Regions from separate parts of the Sus scrofa genome. Here region 1 is linked to region 2. Evidence: chromatin contacts called from public HiChIP or PLAC-seq data. All regions are on one chromosome and are shown on one strand. Each heading gives the region's core, a stretch centred on a gene start, on an enhancer-like site or on the middle of the called end of the contact. The rest is flanking DNA. Distances are from core to core; before and after follow the strand shown. Region 1 holds the start of AHNAK (neuroblast differentiation-associated protein AHNAK). Region 2 holds the start of SLC3A2 (4F2 cell-surface antigen heavy chain).

Region 1 (3,377 bases), core at 670-3,169, 270 kb after region 2:
GGCAGGATCGCGGCTGGCGTAGGAGGAGAGCTCGGCTGCCTGCTCTGGAGCCCTTCACTCCAGAGGCGCGCTCCTGGAGAGCCGGCTGGGGGGCGAGGTCGTGCGGTGGAGGGGGAAAGGCCCTGGGCTTAGGGTGTGTTCAGAGAGCTGTGTTATGTAAGGCTCTCCCATGCAGGGAGAGGGTGCGCGATGTGCGAGGGCTGGCCCTCGGCTGGCTGGGCTCGGGCCCCCCTGCAGTGCCAGGGCGCCGGGATGCGGGGGCGCAGCCCCTCGCTGGCCACGAGGGACACGTGGGATCTAAGCAGGGCCGGCTGTGCCCCTTGCGTGGGAGGAGCGCGGAGTGGGCATCTCAGGGCACTCGCTGGGCTCCAGGCACCACGTGGGGACGGCTTCGGCGCCTCTGCGCATTACGGTCACCGAGAATTGTGTGCCTTGTGCGTGCTCGCGCCTTTCGCAGGGCGTGGCTGCCGGGGTGGAGGTGGCGAGGTCCCTCCAGGGAGCCTGCTGCTGAGTGCCCTGCTCCGTAGAGTGGGTTTGTGGAAAGGCAGGGTGGGATCCTCCCATGGCAATGTGCTCCTTCGAGAATGACTTGGACTTTCCAGAGAAAAAGGGATCCAGCTAGTTACCTCTGCGTCCCCAGCATAGCGCTGGGCTCCCAATAATCCACCCCCCACCCCACCCCAGCAATAACTGGTTTTGAAAGTTTTCTCTACTAGACTCCAGCCCCTGACTGTAGGATCCCGTGCTCTTCTGGGTGCAGCCTAACAAGTGATAGGAACTGGGTTGATTTTTGTGGGACACAGTGATGCCTGGGGTGCAGGGGCTGGGGGGTGGTGGCCTGTGGCTACAGGTGAAGTCAAGGGAGTGGGGAGGAGGGAAGGAGGGAGGCTGAAGATGCCTTGGAAGGCCTTTTAGGGCCTCCTTGCCTGTGCTGGGTCTAAATTAGGGGAGTAGCTTCTTTTTTGTTGGCTGTCCCTGCGGCATGGGCATGCGGAAGGTCCTGGGCCAGGGATCGAACCCAGGTCGCTGCAGTGACAAGGCCAGATCCTTAACCTGCTGCACTACAAGGGAACTCCTGGGGAGTCAATTCTGCTTTCATTCTCCTGCCCCCCATAAGGGTGATCCCAGGGGCAGGGTGTGGCACTCACTTCCTTTTCGAAGCTGAATGGGGAAGCTTCCTAGTCCCTGGCCCCCAGGGATGCTGGGCTGGGCCAGAACTTGGCTTGCGTGTGGAGTGGGAAGTAGAAGGGAGTCCCAGCCTTAGGGGTACTGCCTTGTTCCTAGCTGTGCGATGAGGGGGACTGGGGAGAGGACCTGGGACCGTGAGAGCTGGACTAGCAGAGGACGAGGGTTCTGGAATATCGCTAGCGAGGACTGGAGGGTGTCTGAGCCCCTCCCCAAAGCCCTGTCCTTAAAGGTTATCTGCTGGGACATTGTTCAGAGAACCGGGACACACGGGGAGCCACCAAAGTCCCGTGGGGCTTAGTGCTACTCTGGGGTCCTGGCCCGGGTTACCTTTTGAAGAGCTAACCCCGCAGAGCCGAGGGTTTGCTTCAGGAGGGCGAGGCTCCAGGTCCAGGGATCTAAGTGGGACACAAGAGAGCGATCTGTGGGAGACCTGTGGAGGGAGAAGGCCAGCATCGGTCAAAGGCAGGGAATAGGCTGGGGGTCCCTGGGGTCACCTTAGTCCCAGGGGGCCGTGGGTGGAGGTGCCCGGGCACTGCCGGGCTGGATTCCTTAGCTCATTTGCAATTGGCTGGCTGGCCCTGGCAGAGCACGCCACTCAGAGCCTGAGGAGCTGGTTTGAGGGGTTGGGGCAAAGCTGTGGGGGTGGTGGGGGTGGGTGGGGCTCTGGGGTGTGGTCACCACCTTCCTGGGAACTTGGGAACCGCCTGGGGACAGGCAGACAGACTGGGAGAGCTAGTCGGACTCCTGCCCTGCTGGGAACTCTCCCCTGCTGGCTCTGTGTCCCCCACCCCCCACTCCCAGAAGCCCCCAGCTTCTCTCCCTGGAGCAAGGCTGACCGTTTGCGCATGCCCTGGAGAGAGGTTAGAATGGGACCTTTTGGTGGGTGGGTATGTAGGGCCTTCTGCTCTTCCTTTGGTCCCCCATGGGCTTCATCCAGACGCCCAGGGAGGGCAGCTGGCATTTCCCTGAGCTGCAACCATCCCACTGGGTTCCCAGGCCTTCCTGAGCATGCGCAGTTTCCTCCAGCCCTGGGCAAGCCTGCGGAGGTGTGGGGGCCCCGTGGGTGGGCCACAGCGGGCTCAGCAGGAGTGTGTGTTTTGATGGAGCCCCTCTTCTTCATCAGGGGGACAGCTGGGCTGGGCTTGGGTCTGGGGTTGCTCTTTCACCGTGGTGTCAAGTCCCTGTAACCACTTGTGTCATAGCAGCGAGATACGTGTTATTACCTATGAGGGGGGTGTCTCCGGCTGTGCGTGGTGGTCCTGGATGTGTCACCTCTGCTTGCCTCTGGGGCTCACGGGGCAGAGGACAGCAATGGCACTCCGCCCTGGTGGTGGAGGTTTCTTGGGGCTGCAGGGGTTGTAGGTAAGGACTAAAGTAAGTTTCTCCGGCCCAGAGGGGTTCGGGGGTCCCGGGGTTTGTGTCCGGAAGCCCCAGAGAGAGGGTGAGCACAGCCCTGGGATGAGGCCCTGGCCGATGGAGTCCGAGCGAGGCGCTGCACACGGCCGGTCAGGGAGGGGCATCCTGCTCGGTCCCCGGGGGCCGGAGCGGAGGTTCTAGGGGAAGGGGAAGCGCCTGGCTTTGCGTCCTGGCCGGGCTGGGGGCGGCTCTTTGGCAGCTGGGCCGAGTGGCCGGGCCCCAGCCCCTGCACTAGCGAAGCCCCGCCACTGGGCGGAGAGCTTGGCCTCCGCCTGGGCGGAGGGCGGCTCCCAAACTGATCCACCCCCCAGGGTGAGACTTCGCCGCTCTCCTCGCCCCGGCTCCTCCCGCCCCCGCAGGAAGACAACCCCCTCCGAGCTGGGGTCTTAATCCCTGGTGTTGTGGGTCAAAGCCCATTCTTTTCTGGCGCGGTGATCAGGCGTGGAGACTTCCTGCTGGGGAATGTAAGCTGTCCCCAGTTCCTGCCACAAAGAGAGGGGAGTCCCTCTTAGGGAACGAAAAAGGGATTTCTCTCCCCGCAGGAAGCATGAACTTGGAGCTCTGGGACTAGGAGTGGGAGGGGCCAGGGGACAGAGGTGGGGACAGGCGGCAGGGCGGAGCCCAGAAATCCGCCGCCGGCTGGGGTGGGGGTAGGGAGCTGCCCTGGAGGTCGAGGTGCCAAAAAGTCCAGCGTGAGGGTGAGGGGCCGCGGGTGGATGAGGCTGGAAAAACTTCCTCCTGGTAGGAGGTGTGGTTTGGAGCAATGTCATTTG
Region 2 (3,315 bases), core at 494-2,993:
TCTGCAATCAGGCCACCTGGATTTGTACCTGGGCTCTGAGAGTTCTTAGCAGGATAACACCGAGCTCGGTAACCACTCTGGACCTGAGATTCCTGTTCCATAACGTTAGCTTTACACCTCCTCCTATTCGTTCAGGTCATACAGAAGAGAAAGAGCACGCAAGAGGGGTTTTTTTTTTTTTTTTTTTTTTGTCTTTTTGCCTTTTCTAGGGCTGCTCTCGCGGCATATGGAGATTCCCAGGCTAGGGGTTGAATCGGAGCTGTAGCCGCCAGCCTACACCAGAGCCACAGCCACTCGGGATCCGAGCCGCGTCTGCAATCTACACCACAGCTCACGGCAACGCCGGATCCCCAACCCACTGAGCAAGGCCAGGGACCGAACCCTCAACCTCATGGTTCCTAGTCAGATTCGTTAACCACTGCACCACCACGGGAACTCCAATAAGAGTTTCATAAATGATTATAAAATATACTGGTACCCTAGGTGTTTACCACTAGAAATTAATAAACTAATGCTGAGTGGCCTCAGTAACAAGAGTGTCACTGACTGGAACCACCCTGACATCAGGCTGGAGTTGGGGCTGAACGCTACACCTGCAGTCCCTCATCTATAAAATGGTATTGTGCCTTTAACCCAGCAGAGCCCTGTGAAACCTTGGCAGAGTGGACCCCCCAACTCATATTCTCTGCTTGCCTTTTTGTCCATAGAAAAACTTTAGTCAAGGGATCAATTTAATCAAGAGAAGTAAGAAATTACAGAGAAAAAGGAAAACAGTTAAGAAGACAAAATAGTTTAGCCATTCAACAAAGTCAAGAACCTTTAGCTTTTCCTCAAGGACTATAGATATTCTGAGCCATGCCCTCGGAGCTCTTTTGCAGGTGCTGAAGCCCCCACCGAGTGGAAGAAGTTAACTGTATGCTACCCCCAAGCATGGAGACCCCCCAGACCAGCTGCGACCAGAAGGTTGATGATATGATGGACTCCCATTACCTCACCACCAAAGAATCCCATAAATGTCCCCAAGCCGATCAGGCCCTGCTCCTTGAACACTGTTAAGTCTCCTCACTACCTCCTCCAGGGGGCATAGTCCTTTAGGCACTAGCCTGCTGTGCTCCCTCTTGGCCTCCCCGTTAAGGCTACTTCTGTCTCCTCCTCTATTTGGCATTGGCGTAGATGCAGCCGGTATTTTGGCAACAGATCTATCTCTGGATTTAGAGGACTAAAGAATAACCAATTCATGTAACGTGCTTAAAGCGGCAATTCAAGTGTCAGCTAATGTTAGCCCTACTATAAGCCAAGCTCCCGGAGAAGTTGGACCAGACAGTAGGGTAGAGGTGACCAGTTAGAGATATCAACGGCTGTTATGAATTTCAAGAACATCTATGGCCTGATTCACCTTCCCGAAACAGTTCCATGCAAGGGCCCTCCACTCGAGCTCAGCCCGGGGCCCAGCAGTACCTGAGTTGCCCCCCGCGCTGGGACCCTGAGCACCAGGCCCCGAGTGCTCGCTGGGCGGCTGGTGCGGAACCAAGACGACGCCGGTCGAGGGTTCGTGAGGTTCGGGGTCCATGGAATCGGACCCTGCACACAGGTTTAGGGTGTGTGGTGGCAAGGGGAGCTCAGGGAAGGGTATTGGGGCAGTCGGCTATGACCAAGACGGAGCGTCTGGACAGGATCGGCGGGAAGCTGAGAACTCGGCGTCACAGCCTCACCAGCAGCCGCAGTAAAGACCAAACCTCTCTGCAGCACGATAGGCGCGCCTGCGCAACCCCTAAGCGCATGCGCTCCTTTTTCGCGCTGCAGTTTCAGGGCGTGCACATTCAACAGCAGCCTTTGAAAATCTCCATCCACAGCCCATCAGGCACGCATGCCCTCTCCTTCTGCGCTTGCGCCTGCCTTAGTCCCGCCCCCAAATCCCGTGGACCTCTGCGCGCTGGTATTTAAGTGTCTCGCGGTGCCTCTTCGGTCTCATTTTTCCCGGGCTTTCGGTCGGCGTTTTCGTTTTCTCGCGGTAAGAAAGTCGTGACGCGAGCGTGCCCGCGCCTTGTCCTTTCTCTGTGGCACCTATTAGGCTGGTGGGGGAGGGGAGAGGAAACATGGCCTAGGTGTTGAGGCCTTAGAGCGGCAAGGGCTTTGTGAAGGACAAAATGGCGATGGCGGGCCGTGCCGACTGGCCTTTCTGTGATGAGAACATTTTCACAGACCTGTACTGAGCTCCGTGAGGATAAGGAACTCTGAGGAGACCGGCCTGGCACAGCTGACGCCGCCTTAGCTTCGGAAAACGCAGCTTTGGCGAGATAATCCGAGGTCTGACCTAAGGTTCTTTTGTCTGCAGGGTTTGGGCGCGCATCGAACTCTGAAGGGTCGGGAAGGCCTGTCGTTGGAGTAAGTGCTCGTGGCCTGGCTTTGCGCCCTTTGTTTCTGTGTTGTTGGACATGTGCAGAGGTACATCGGTGTGTGCTACAGGGATGATTTCAAGAATTGAGCTCTCTCTTACTGATGGATTAGTGGAGAAAGTAAAATTTCTGAGTAGCACCATCCGCAGCCCATGTTTCATGTTTGGGTCTTTTTGTTTCGAGTTGCTAAGACACTGCGGGGGAGAGTTAGGCTGGGGGTATAGTGAAGAATGTTCTTCGGTATTTTTCAGATGTGGTTGAGTTCCAGGGAGTGTACAGGCTGGAGGATGGGACAAGACCTATCTCTGTATCGATCAAGCACGGCGTTGGTGTTCCAGGTGGGCATACGATGCTTTATGCCATTATGGGTATGAGCACAGCGCCTGGTTGGGACTTGCTCGTTCAGGTTGCACTGGCCACTCCATGATGAACGGTAAAATGACAAGCATATGCCTGAACTCAAAAAAGTGATGTCATCTTAACTACTGAGAAGTGGGCGGGGAGTACTCGAGGCTTTTTAATGGTTGTTCTTAAGTACATTAAATGCCTCCCTTTTCTGTCTTCAGCTCATCACCAATCCTAAGGAATTCAAGTGCCTCCCAGGATGAATACAGGTAATTTTTCCAACTGGGGCATTGGGGTGGCCTCTGTTGTTCCCCACAGAGCAAATGGGCAGTGAAGCAGTGTTACCTTTTTGCTCCTTCAGTTTCTTCCTTTTGCAATGATTTTCCTGGGGAGGGAGACAGCAAGCAGCACAGTTGGTTCTGTGAGGGTGTTCTCTTCCTTCACTCATATGTCACTGTCAGATGATTTGAATTGACAATGCTGATCCTCTGTGAGGTCCAACACTTAATAGCATGTTAGAGTTCTGATGGCAGTTTACATGAATGAAAAAGTGTTATCTTGTGATAGTATTTTA

Evidence for each region. HiChIP or PLAC-seq counts read pairs in DNA pulled down with a chosen protein or histone mark.
Region 1: a contact with region 2 is called in an H3K27ac HiChIP or PLAC-seq map of alveolar macrophages, with 3 times the contacts expected there. The contact joins the promoter of AHNAK here to the promoter of SLC3A2 in region 2. A contact is called at or near these places in 1 of 47 Hi-C or Micro-C datasets (embryonic fibroblasts) and 1 of 2 datasets of contacts at active chromatin or transcription factors (alveolar macrophages).

The regions. Positions count from the first base shown.
Region 1 is chr2:9,185,065-9,188,441 of Sscrofa11.1, forward strand. AHNAK (neuroblast differentiation-associated protein AHNAK) reads left to right here and starts at 1,920. Exons shown (of 10, transcript XM_013994215.2): 1 at 1,920-2,048.
Region 2 is chr2:8,917,327-8,920,641 of Sscrofa11.1, forward strand. SLC3A2 (4F2 cell-surface antigen heavy chain) reads right to left here and starts at 1,744. Exons shown (of 11, transcript XM_003353809.4): 1 at 1,459-1,744. The coding sequence starts at 1,570. LOC100627892 (a long non-coding RNA gene) reads left to right here and starts at 1,904. Exons shown (of 9, transcript XR_002341464.1): 1 at 1,904-2,011; 2 at 2,336-2,385; 3 at 2,648-2,734; 4 at 2,963-3,010.